2 separate regions of the Gasterosteus aculeatus genome follow, and region 2 is linked to region 1. The links are chromatin contacts, called in public Hi-C maps. All regions are on one chromosome and are shown on one strand. Each heading gives the region's core, a stretch centred on a gene start, on an enhancer-like site or on the middle of the called end of the contact. The rest is flanking DNA. Distances are from core to core; before and after follow the strand shown.

Evidence for each region. A called contact is a pair of places that touch in the nucleus more often than the background predicts.
Region 2: a Hi-C map of skeletal muscle shows a contact between it and region 1, with 3 times the contacts expected there. The contact joins the promoter of qkia here to the enhancer-like site in region 1. A contact is called at or near these places in 3 of 6 Hi-C or Micro-C datasets (skeletal muscle and tail fin).

Annotation. Positions count from the first base shown.
Region 1 is chr15:8,868,494-8,874,119 of fGasAcu3.hap1.1, forward strand. All of the region lies in intron 4 of qkia (QKI, KH domain containing, RNA binding a), which reads right to left. Among protein-coding and RNA genes, the nearest start is that of qkia, 46 kb to the right of the region's middle. Within about 2 kb of position 1,733, at least 5 of the 9 cell types and tissues checked have open chromatin away from gene starts, as enhancers often do.
Region 2 is chr15:8,915,413-8,921,756 of fGasAcu3.hap1.1, forward strand. It overlaps qkia (QKI, KH domain containing, RNA binding a), which reads right to left and starts at 1,821. Exons shown (of 8, transcript XM_040200524.2): 1 at 1,268-1,821. The coding sequence starts at 1,412.

The DNA of each region.
Region 1 (5,626 bases), core at 483-2,982:
GGGTTAAATGGGTGTCGTCAACCATCGAACTCTGCTTCGGTGGAAAACTGTCTGGTTAGAGGAGAGCGACACAAAGTGGAGGGCAGTGAAAGGGGAAGAGCACAGGTGCGGCTGCCAGGATGAGGCGGGTGGTGCCGTGCGTGTGAAGCGTGTGAATCCCCACCGGAGTGGGGATGATGTAGCGCCATCTCAAAACAGTTTTTCAACTAAAGCCTCCCCTGAAACCCAGGCGGATTGTCTTCCACGTGAAACCGAGCCGAGAGATAATGCAGGTGACACAGCTGGAGTGGAGTTGGACCGACTCAAGTCACGGCGCCCTGGGCGGACTGGGCCGGCTTCCTGCCGCAGAACCACCGCTTAGATAAATGTTTGATGAACAGCGCCACTTCAAGGTGCCGCCACAATTAACTTGACTTCTTGGTCAGTATGCAACACCCACACTTAAACATTCACTCAGATGTAGCCGTGTGTGTGTGTGTGTGTGTGTGTGTATGTGTGTGTATGTGTGTGTGTGCGCGCGCGCGCGCGTGCGTATAAGGGAGCACGCTGCATGTGTGTGTTTGGATGTGTGTCACTGATGATCTATCTGCTGGAATTCCCAGGAGAGAACTCGCTGCGAAATTATGAAATGACAAGGGATGAGGAAAATAAGTTTTCCTTTATCATCCCAAACACGGACACATGCATGTGTGCGCATCAAGCACACATACCGACACGCTCCTGTCCATCAGCGGAAAAGCCACTCAATAAAGCTGCTCTATCCACAGGAATCAGATTCAATCAATGAGTCCTATTTGTGAAATCAGCAGAGCGGTAAAAGCTATCAGGGAGGAGCAAGTCGGAGAGAAGAGAGGGAGATGGGGAGAGGAGTAGGGAGGGAGGAAAAGGAGGATGAGCTGCAATAGGTGAGCAGTGTCCCTCTGTCGCGATATGCAATGTATTGACTTATCGCACAATATAGGTGGTGCGATATTAATTTTACATATAAACGAACGTCAAACATTTTAGTCGATCGCGCCGTCTTGTCTGATTTCAGTGTCAGGTTTAGGCAGCATCTCCACACGCAGAGCGGACACCATTAATGTCTAACTATTCTGACGAATAAAACGTTCTTTGTTCTTTGAAAGAGCGTACTGGTATTACTATGCTATTATATTCTCATTATGGTCTGAAAATTGCAATAATATACCAATATATGTTGGTGCAATAATCGCACAACAAGAATTTGATATCGTCAGAAGCTGACGACTAAAGCTGATCGTTATAGAGAGCGGAGCTCGCGCACAACGCGCTGTGTGCACGTAGAGAACAACCCGGAGCAGCGCATGGGCGTATATCTGAGTCTATGGGGGCAGCACCCTCATTCTCACAACACCCCAGACTCAGGGCCCTTTCCTATCCATCTCACCCAGAGATAAACAACAGGCGTCTGGATTAGCCCGGGGGTAAATTTGCTCATGTCTACGGCTGCGACTGAGGGGAGTAGTATTTTTCTGCTCATTCTCTGGCAAGAGTCCCTGTCTATGCAGCTCAGCTCAACTAGCCGCTCGGCGAGATAAAACGATGAGCGGGGAGACTGATAGAATGAGTGGTGGAACAAAATAGTACTACGAGGAGAAAAGCGGGGGGGGGGGGGGGGGGGGGGGGGGCTGCCGACTAAGTCCAAGAGGAAGTGTGAATGCATCTTTGAGTCGGTGGAGAGATTATGCAAGAAGAAGAAAGTGATAGCGGGTGAATATGAGACAAGACTGAGCGCGCAGAGAAAAACAATTTGCCTGCACCCGCGAGAGCTGACACTGGCTGAGGCCTGCTTTCCTTCTTTGGCCTCACTGCCAGTCATCACAGACAGGCGTATGTGTGGATACACACACACCGCCCCCCCTTTAGACCCTAGCAGGTGAAAGGGTCAGGCTCCATCCAAACTACTCCAATTACCTCAGCAGTAAACACAGTCTGCCCCTGCTGCCTCTTGGGATACGAAGAGGCAGAATATGTACAACTCAGAACGAGAAGGAAAAAAATGGCGCACGGCGGAGGAGGTGGAATTGGGAGCCTCGTGGAGGGAGGAGGAGACTACTTCATGTAGCGGGGTGGAACTGGTGGTGGCAGCAGCTGGTTTTTCTCCGATTCCCTTCTTTCGCCTCCTTTTTGGTTCCTTCCTAAACCCCAACATCTGGAGGAAAATGATTACTCTCGCCATGGTGCCAAGACGACTTATCAACAATTCCACACTCTACAGAAGCGAGGGGTTACAGAAGAGGATGGCACGGGGAGTCGTGGCGAGCTTCAAAACTTTGCCACGCTGCATAAATAAGCGACAAGAAATTTAAATCAATTCAAGCCAGCTGAAGCCAACTTGGAAGTCAGATTGGGGTGACAACGGATCATGCAGACAACTGGCAGCAGGTCAACTACAAGACCATCAATTAAACAACCATCTCAGAAAAAAAAGGCGGCACGCACGCGCACGCACGCACGCACACGCACCGGGAAACCCTGTATATATACACACACACACTACAGATACATCGTTTTCATGGAAAACCATGCATCAAATAAATACCAAAGGGGAGAAAACACACTAGATATTTACACAACACAAACAAAACCCTTTTGGACTATGTATCAATCAAGTACAGGAGAATAAACACGACACAAACAGATAACCTTTTCCCTTTTCCCTTTAATAAAAACCACGAGAAAGTAGTGGAGTAAGTGCTGCATGTCCTTCCTCAAATTCACTGCTGCACTTTCAAAGGCAATTTTCTTTCCTCCGGCTTGCTCTTCGGCTTTTGTGAACATATCTGCCAAGGGAATCAGGCCTCAACTGTATTTTCCTCTTCCCCAAAGACTAACAACGCAATCTCCTGCAACTCTCCTCTCAGACGGTCTTTTACCTTCACCACATCCCGGCAAAGCTGCTTTATTTCTCCTTTCCCAGACAGCTCTGTTGTCAGTGTACGTCATTAGTCATGCTAAACCACCAACACGCTAGCTCATTAGCATAGAAGTGAACCCGACTCCAGTCAGATTATTACAAACTCATCACGGCTGCTCCGCCCCATTACTGTCAATCACGCAGCGTACCGAAATACAGTAGAAAGTCAGGAACTAACTCTTCTGTTGGTACTTAATCTGCTGCATCATAACAAAGCTCATAACTGCAATGGCCTCAGAGTAAAAGTGCTCAGTCGTGTGTGCGCGTCAGCTGGTACTATAAACGTTACACATTTAATTGGTGGAGCCTGGTTTGCTTCCACAGCTCCATTACATGCAAAGTAAGCATGGGCACCAGCTCCTGGATCTGTAACCGCCTTGTGGGGTGATGACAGGGATGAAGGGGGCAGCCTTGGTTCTCTGTGGTAGTCCCATCAGTATCAACTGACAGGCATAGAATCAGCGCCATGGACAGGAGAAAAAGAGGTTCTACCAGCTCAGTTCTCTCTCTCAAAGGGAAAGAAGAAAAAAAAAAAAAAGTCATCTGCCATCAAATGCATTTCTGGTAGCACAAGGGGAAAAGCTGTGCAGCAATTCTGAGGAATTTTGTTTATCCTTAAAATCTGGAATGGTATTGCATGCAACAGAACAGCATAAAGAGCGGATTAATCTTCATATAAATAAACTAGAAAAATACATACAGATTTAACAACAGGATTTAGTGCGATCATTAAAGCTCGTCGGCCTGCACCGGATTTGAAAATAAGATGAGCAGGAGGGATCATTCAGTCCATTCGTGTTGTACAGCCCAATAAACAGCTGCCCATTTCCCCTCGTCATGTGTTCCCTTCCGACTAATAACGTCCCCTGTGTCCTTCCCATCCAGACTCCAAATTTGTAATCACAAAGTCCACATTATTCATCTGCCTCCATTATTTTTCTCCCTCCGCTATTCCTCCTCTCTCCTCCGTTTGTACCTCATTCCACCGGGCTGCCAGACGGTGCATTGTTCTGTCACTGCGATCCCTTAATGCCATCCAATCGAGCAGGGAAAATCTTGAAGGGATTTGGCCAGGGATGATTTGGGGGCTTTAAATACTGTTGGGGGATTTGCATCGTTCGGAGATCCTGACTCCTACAACAGGGATCTAAGTACCTCCTGCAAGATGTGGATTCAAACCCTGGAATGGATCTATGGACATGTGCAGTCAACCCATGGACATCAATACTTCCTTTAATTATTCACATGCAAGGCTGATTATAGGACAAATCTGTAACTCTGGTTATTCACATGAAACCCAGCTTCTCTACAATGCAAGCAAATATGTCATCGAAAAGACAACTTTCATTAGGATTTTTCTGATGACCTAGATCAATGACAGAGCGTGAAGGCCAAGTTATTTCCCTACAATGCATCGTTGGATACGCTTTTTTTCGTTACATAATTGTGTTATAGATGCTGCACGCCTTGGCAGCAAAGAAAACCTAAAATAAAATCGGGACAAAAAAGATGGTGTCTTGTTGTGCACCGGTGAACAAAAGTTCCTCCACGTGGGGAAAAAAAGTGAAGTATTATATAGACATTCCTGCTAAAAAATAATAAAGTGTGAAAGCGGATTGACTGTGATTAACAACACAAATCAAATTCAGTCATTTCCCCCACCCCCCAAAAAACCAACCTCTCCACTCGCGACACAATGGAGGAGGCAAAGAAAGCCATCAGCCCAGAGTTGAGTTGTGGGACCGAGAGCATTAGAGTTTGAAATGACTTCGGCAACAGCTGGCAAAGCAAAGCATCACACACTGCAGGGGCTGAATTCGACGTGCGGCCTTCGGGCTCTCTAAACGCTGAGCTCTACACAATCCTATTTTCCTGCCTAAACACTGGGACACAAAGTCACTGGAGAGACGGAGATGAAAGCACTGTGTGTGTGTGTGTGTGTGTGTGTGTGTGTGTCTTCTCACTTTGCAGATGAAGCCTGGCCCTATAGCGGCACCTCTGGGGAAGTTCAGAAACTACAGTGGGTGGACGATGTATAAAGCAGAGTGTGTGAGACAGAGGAGCGGAGCGCAGGAGAGACAATGTGCGCAGGTCTCAGTCGGCGTAGGACCTTTGGAGATGCAACGCTCACACAATCGAGCTGCAAGCACACACACACACACACACGAAAACATTAGCACGGAAACATACACATTTTCTCGCCTCTCTATAAGGGGATTAAGGAGACCTTCAAAGAGAGGCAGAGAGATTGGCCGGGGGCCAGCGGGGTCCCACTCCATGCTACTGGGGGACCGGGGCAGATTAAAACTGCCCGGACTTCTCAGCATGCCTCGTTACACGCCTCCTCTCCCTACACACCGTATAGGACACTTGGGGAAGGAAAAAACTGGAGCAGCCACAACCAGGTGGATTAGGGAAGGAGGTGGTTTTACAATGATTTCAGGGACCTGGGTGGTTTAGGGACCAAGATGTGTGTGTACTGACATTAAAAAAGGGCCGTACAAGTGGACAGGGCAATTTTGTAAGTGGTGCAGAGGGCCTGTGTACATAGAACACACCTTCACTGGGGATTTGCTTGACTTAAAAATCTAAATGAAGGAGACAAGACAAGAACCAGGCATAGTTCCCCTTAGAGGGAAGACATGAAAGAGATGCATTAGAAACAGGAGGATGTTTCAAGGAGGAATA
Region 2 (6,344 bases), core at 571-3,070, 47 kb after region 1:
AACGTGCCCTGTCTTGCTCTGCTGTGTCACGGATAAAACCAACAAAACGTCCTTCTGTATTTTGTTCATCACCCTATTGGGGAACAAGAAAACATTTTCCAACCGGTTTAGCAACATTCTAAAAAAAGGAGCCTACTCCTCCACAGGCACGCGAGCGAAAACCGGCGGACGGCCCGCACGTCTGGGTGGTTCATCCAGCGCGGTGTCTCCCGCACGCCTTTCTGTCTGTCCCCGTCACGGAGTCCGGTTCCCGACACCCCACGCAGCTCGGGGACGGTCTGCCGGGGGCCTGTGGCGCTCTCTAGTGTCCCCGGCTCAGTTACATAAAGCATAGGTCCAACCTTCCGCTTGGACCAGCTTATGTTATTGACACGACCGGTGATTAAGATCGTGTCTTAAAAAAAAGCAACGTCTTTTTTTATTTGTATTGGTGGAGCACGCTTGACTGGCGAGAAACGCGACGACTGCTGCGGCAAGGGACGGGAATAATAAACGGTGCACGGAGAAGAAAGGAAAACAACCCGAAACGGTGCTCGTTTTAACGGGGACAACAAAAGTTACGACGGTTAAAATCCTGCGCGTGCAACTCGCCCTCCCGGCAGCAACTCGCTGGCCATTGTTCGGGCGACGAGCAGCAGACACATTCCTGCGTGCTTTTTAAGCTCGGCCGCTGGGCAACAACTTAATACCCGCTGTCCGAGCAATATTGTAGAAAAGCGAAACATTTTTGTGTGTGTCTGAAATGCGAGCCGGGTGTTAATTTTGGAGACGTAACTTAAGTTAACGCCGCCGCGTTGGTTCCCCTCAAAGAGTTCAACGGAATGCAGACACCCGGGGCTCGCTAGCTTAAAATGTGGCTAACGCGAGCTAAATAGCCGTGGAACATGTGGAATCAGGCCCCCCGCTCTAAAACCAAGTGAGCTACGTAATTAAATAAACGTAAAACAGCGCATTCAAAACCGCTCTGGGGTTCGCTTTTTGTTGTCAACGCGTTGACGTTGATAGACGGTCACTTATATATAAGTGCGTGAGGGAAAGTTTTTCGCGTTGTCCGACACGAAAGTCGAGAGCGGAGCAACAACTCCGTGGAAGCCGAACGCTGGAGCGACACAACTCTTTAAATCCACGTCTCGTTGCGGTCTATCGCAGCGACTATCGGCTCCCTTTGCCGTTTCGGACGTGAGGTCGTACTGGGGGAAGTTATTGTGCAACGTCGGTGCAACCGTAGAACCCCCCCCTCACACACCGCTAAATACTCCACGCTTACCTTCGTCGAGAAGCCTCTCCAGGTGTGTGAAGATGCCGCAGAGATTTGGCAAACTGGTCATTAGCTTCTTCTCGTTTAACAATTGCATCAAATAGTCGGGACTCGGCCTCGGTCGCTCCTTCACTTCGACCTCTCCGACCATCATCTTTGCGGCGAGAGCGGAGAACAAACCGCCGTGAAACACAGAATCCTCTTTTTGGAAAAGGAGAAGAAAAAAAACGAAAAAGAATAACAAAAACTCGTGGCTCCAGTCCTTCGCTTCCCTCCTCCTTGAGATGAGAATACTCTGTAAACCCCCCCTTAAAATTCAGGTTTGGTTTGTTCTTGTTGTTTCGAGCGGAGAGGGGACGAAAAAAGAAACCGTTATCTTCCTTCCAGAGACTCGAGCGCAGTCTGCGCTCGGGGACGTTCGATTCTACCACTGTGGGCGCGAGAGACTGATCCACCGGAAAGGTTGCATCCTCCTCGACGCCTATTGGCCAGCGGGGCTTACGGTGACTAATGGCGGAACCAATGAGCGCTCGTATCGGAGCCAGCGGGGTGACGTAGGGTGACTGGTGGAATGATGAACAGATATTTGGGCCAATCGAGAGCAGTGCGCAGGAATGCATGCAATGCCCCTCAAGTGTTTTCAACAGAGAATAGCACAAATGTCTCCTTTTCACGTCACGTATAACAAGATTAAATCAATTGTAAATGTCTCCAACAATGATCTTTTTTATGAATTCATAGAATGGCGCTGTCTCCAACGGTCTCATGACGCAAAAAAAGCAGTCCATGACAAAACTGAAAAGAGTGAAAAGTGAAAAGCAAAGTAAATACTTACTAAAGTACAGAGTTAGGACTATTTTTCTCTTCTATTTACTTCTTTGGAATAATTGTCAACAGTCACAGGCCTTTTTCCATTCATATATATGGTCCAACAAAATAACTTTTTTTTTACCAGTTCCAACTAGTTTTGTGAAGCTTCCCTTTCACCCTCCTATATTTAACACTTGAAGGCACAGAACCCCCATTTTTCACATTGTTTTTCAAAGATGCAATTATATGGTTTAGCAATGACGTGTATGGGTCTAATAATCTGGTATGAACCAGTGATCTGGTTCGAAGAGTCACACGTGGGTTGAACGCGTATCCAATCCCCCCCCCTTTGACATAATCTGTGTGTGTGTGTGTGTGTGTGTGTGTGTGTGTGTGTGTATTTGTGTGACAAAGGTATACCTGCCAAGACCAACGAAATCAGACTTTGACTTGCCATGTGTATGCTTCACATTTGAGTGCCAAAAAAAATGAAAACAAAAAATCCTGCGCAATATTTTACCAGATACCCTTTGTTACTCAAGACTTGTACATCTTGTTATCTGTCTTGGGACTGATTGATCAACGTTCCAGTAATCAATAGGGCCTTTTCATTGTCCTGTCCTTGAGAGGACCTCTCTACGTATCCTCTCAAGATTAAAGTCCCTGATCAATGGTACAAACACAACCAAGCTACCTCCTCTCACATCCTGCGTAATGTGAAAATAAACCACAACTGGTCAGTTTTTATTTTAACAGCTGTTGGACGAGGAGGGGCCCGGCTCAATCTGAGCCCTGACCTTGGCCACCATTCAATTTGTCCACTTACTGCTCACCCACTCGTGTCTTTGTAAAAGTACTCCCCACCCTGGGTGCATGAATGCTCAAACAGCTGCACTATGACCTTCTGGCGGCAGTTTGTCGCCACTGCGTTAGCAGAGAGAATAGTAAATTAAATCCAAGCTCTCAGTATTTGTGCAGTACCTCCAATAAATTGTTTGACGAACAATAGATCTGACGATATCTTGTGAGTAAGTTTGAATTAACTGAAGTTATATGTTTGTATCATTTATCATTTTAAGTGACAAATGACCCCCAATCAAATCCCATATACAGATTGACAACTGGCTTGCTCTAACAAAAATATCACAAAAAAACATTTTCAATCAGTCTTCCGGTCCCAGGTAATACCATTAGACTCCACGAGCAAAGCAGGAAGACGGTCGCCCTAACATCCTGCTGGACACAGCAGTCCTGCTTCCGGTCAGCGTATATCTGCTATGCTTTTGCTGTATTTATGGCTTTGGTTGAGTCTCAGACTGTTGAATTCTGTCTGTAGCTGTACTTCAACGTGATGTTGTCAACACCTGAAGTATACCACCACCGTCACATCCATTGTCTTCATCGGGCATCTGGTGTTTGCGATTGTCCCAATTTCAACCAGAGAGCCAAACAGAGGTTTTTGCATAATGGCTTGTTAGTGGCACCTTCACCAATTTAACAAGACATGTGATATTAGTCCCCGCATCCAAATGGTCTGCAATATCAGCGTGCCATCTTAAAGCAAGAATGATAAAACATCCCTTGAAGTCAAACATTGATGAAGGATTCTGGTTGATAAGCGTGTGTAGATAGGCAAAGGGAATGAAAACCCCATTTTCATGTGACTTGGAGATAACTAGATTGTTCATGGTGTTGACTCTATGTCGCCATATCTTTTTTTTCTCCCTTATTCTTTGAGTATAAGTGCTGTAAAATGTCACGGATTCTTTGCGTCAAAAAGAATTTGGCATTTATTCTGAGCTCTGAAAATCAGTTTAGTTCTTATCTCAACGGCAAAGGACGGTAATTTGCACCTTACCTTCCGCTCATTCTTCTGAGTTGGGTCACAAACAGCGTCTGTGTGAGTTGATGTGTGTTCGAAACACAAATGCAGAGTTATCGAGTGAGAGCGATACAGAGTTAGACAGCCCAAGCATCCTTCAATGTGCATGTATGTGTGGGTGTGTGAGCCTCTTCCGACAGCCAAGGAGTAAACAGTTACAATAATAATACCCCCCTTTTCCCCTCTGCCCTTGTGTTTTCGTCATTTTTAATAACACGGTTCCTATTGAACAATTAATCCAATTAACGAGGATCCAGATAATGAATGAACACGCTTTTAGCCCCTTTTGAAAAGAGTCTGTTAGCTCACTCAATGAGCTTGGAGAACTGAGAGTATGCTGATGGAAACAATGGGGCCCCCGGTAGGGGCCCCCGTAGCTGGTGGAAGTGTGCCTGCGGGGCCACAGACAGAGGAAAGCCAGTTGGGAGCTGGTGACTGTCGAGGCAACGCCGTCTGTGATAACGGTTGTAGCTCCGGAGGAGGAGAACAGGCTCTGATAACACACAAACATACAAACAAGAACATCTTTTCCTCTTTCTTTAGGCTTACTAGTTTGGGGACCGTTGTGGTGGTGGGGGGGGGGGGGGGGGGTGCGCTGGCAAAATCTGGGTCATTTACATTTCGAGGATGGCGTGAGCGCAGCGCAACACAAATAAATGTCCTTCTAGCAGCCGCGGCATATACGGAGAAACACACAATGTGCCTATAATTCATTTGAACCAGTATCATAAGCATGACGTGACAAATGCCCCATCCGTGCTCGTGTTCATGCGCCGTTGCTTTCATACGTATTCGTGTGCATTTATTATTGTCAGTGACTGAACGTTATTTATTTGTCTTGAAAATTCCCCCAAGTAAGAATTGCAGACAATAAGGATGAAGGGGAAGGTTGTGTTAGTGGAAGCGACCACTTTCTTATTGTTAAGGATTTTTTGTAGAGATGCAGAACTATTTGAAAACAATTCAAAATTACATTTTTGTTGAGCAGGTTTTACAGGACCAAAAAAAACCCACAGTTCAGTGTGTAGGTGGTCCCCATCCAGCCGATTGGACTACAGGTTTAAGAAGGACCAAAACACGACCAGAAATGTGCATTTTCAAACTAAGCTGGCAGAGATTGTACCCAGCTGACAGTTAAAGTCAGTATTTTCTCACACATTTGTGCAGTAAAAGTGAGAAGACGCTTGTTTTCTTCTTTTTACCAAACAAAAATATGATGGCCGATGAGTGGTGGATATTATTCACACAACACAGGCAGAGGTGTCACTTGAAGGTGTGCTACATTGTGGAGCGACACAAGGAAAAATCCATCACAATTCAATCTGAAGCTGCAATGGTCCAGTGTTTCCCATAACCCACTCCGCTCTTGTTGCCAAAGATATTCTGCGTTCTGTATTTCGTTAAAGGTCACCTTGGCTGTTGTTGTCCAAATGCTCCAGCGGTTTGGCAATCCGGTGATGGAAATGCCTGTCGGCCGGCGTGTTGGTGCCCAGACGGGGTGAACCGGGGGGAGCGGTGACAGCAGGAACCACTTGTGGTAGAAGGGGAAATATCACCTCCAAAGTTCCACCTCGGAGTTGCTAATCATTAATTGAAAGGTGGAAATTACGCACAAATCCCGCTTCGCCATCGCACAGAAAGGGGCCCTTTAGCTGAGCTGAGAGGAAAACAAGTTTTTTTTCGCCCACCTCTCCGTCTTCAATCCGTCCCATGTGGAGAACGCAGTAGTGTCAATACAGCTTAAAGAATCCCGACTGTTGCTGCACCCGTCCCCACATATTGTTAACAGCGTAGATCCATTCCTAACTGGAGATGCCTGCATTGTTTACCTGCTCGTTCAACTTTTTGTGCTCGCCGGTAGCTGGGAAAGAAATGAGTGTTTGTGAGCGATAAGACCTGTAGCAGAGGACAAAGAGGGACAGAGAGAGCAGGACAATCCTCATTGATCACATCTGTTCAGAGAAGGATTGATCCTGTGGTGTGGTCTGGGATCTAAACTCACAAACACACACACACACACACACACACACACACACACACACACACACACACACACACACACACACACACACACACACACACACACACACACACACACACAGATAAGAGAATCAGGGTCTGAGGTTTTTGCAGGTTGTATTAATGCTTCAAAGACGTCTTTAGAAGTGAAAAAAAAGGAAAGAAAATGAGCCCCTCTTTAAAAGTGTTGTACATTATTCCTCCACCCTTGAATTAGGCCAGCGAATCAGACACCTGGCAGACAGATAAATCTCCATTGTGCTGTCCTTTAATGCACACGCTCAGTAGCTCCCTGTACGAGCGCGGCGCCCCCCTGTCAGACGAGAAGGAGACAAATCATTCCCAGGGGGGCATTTATTTATTTTCCACGACACG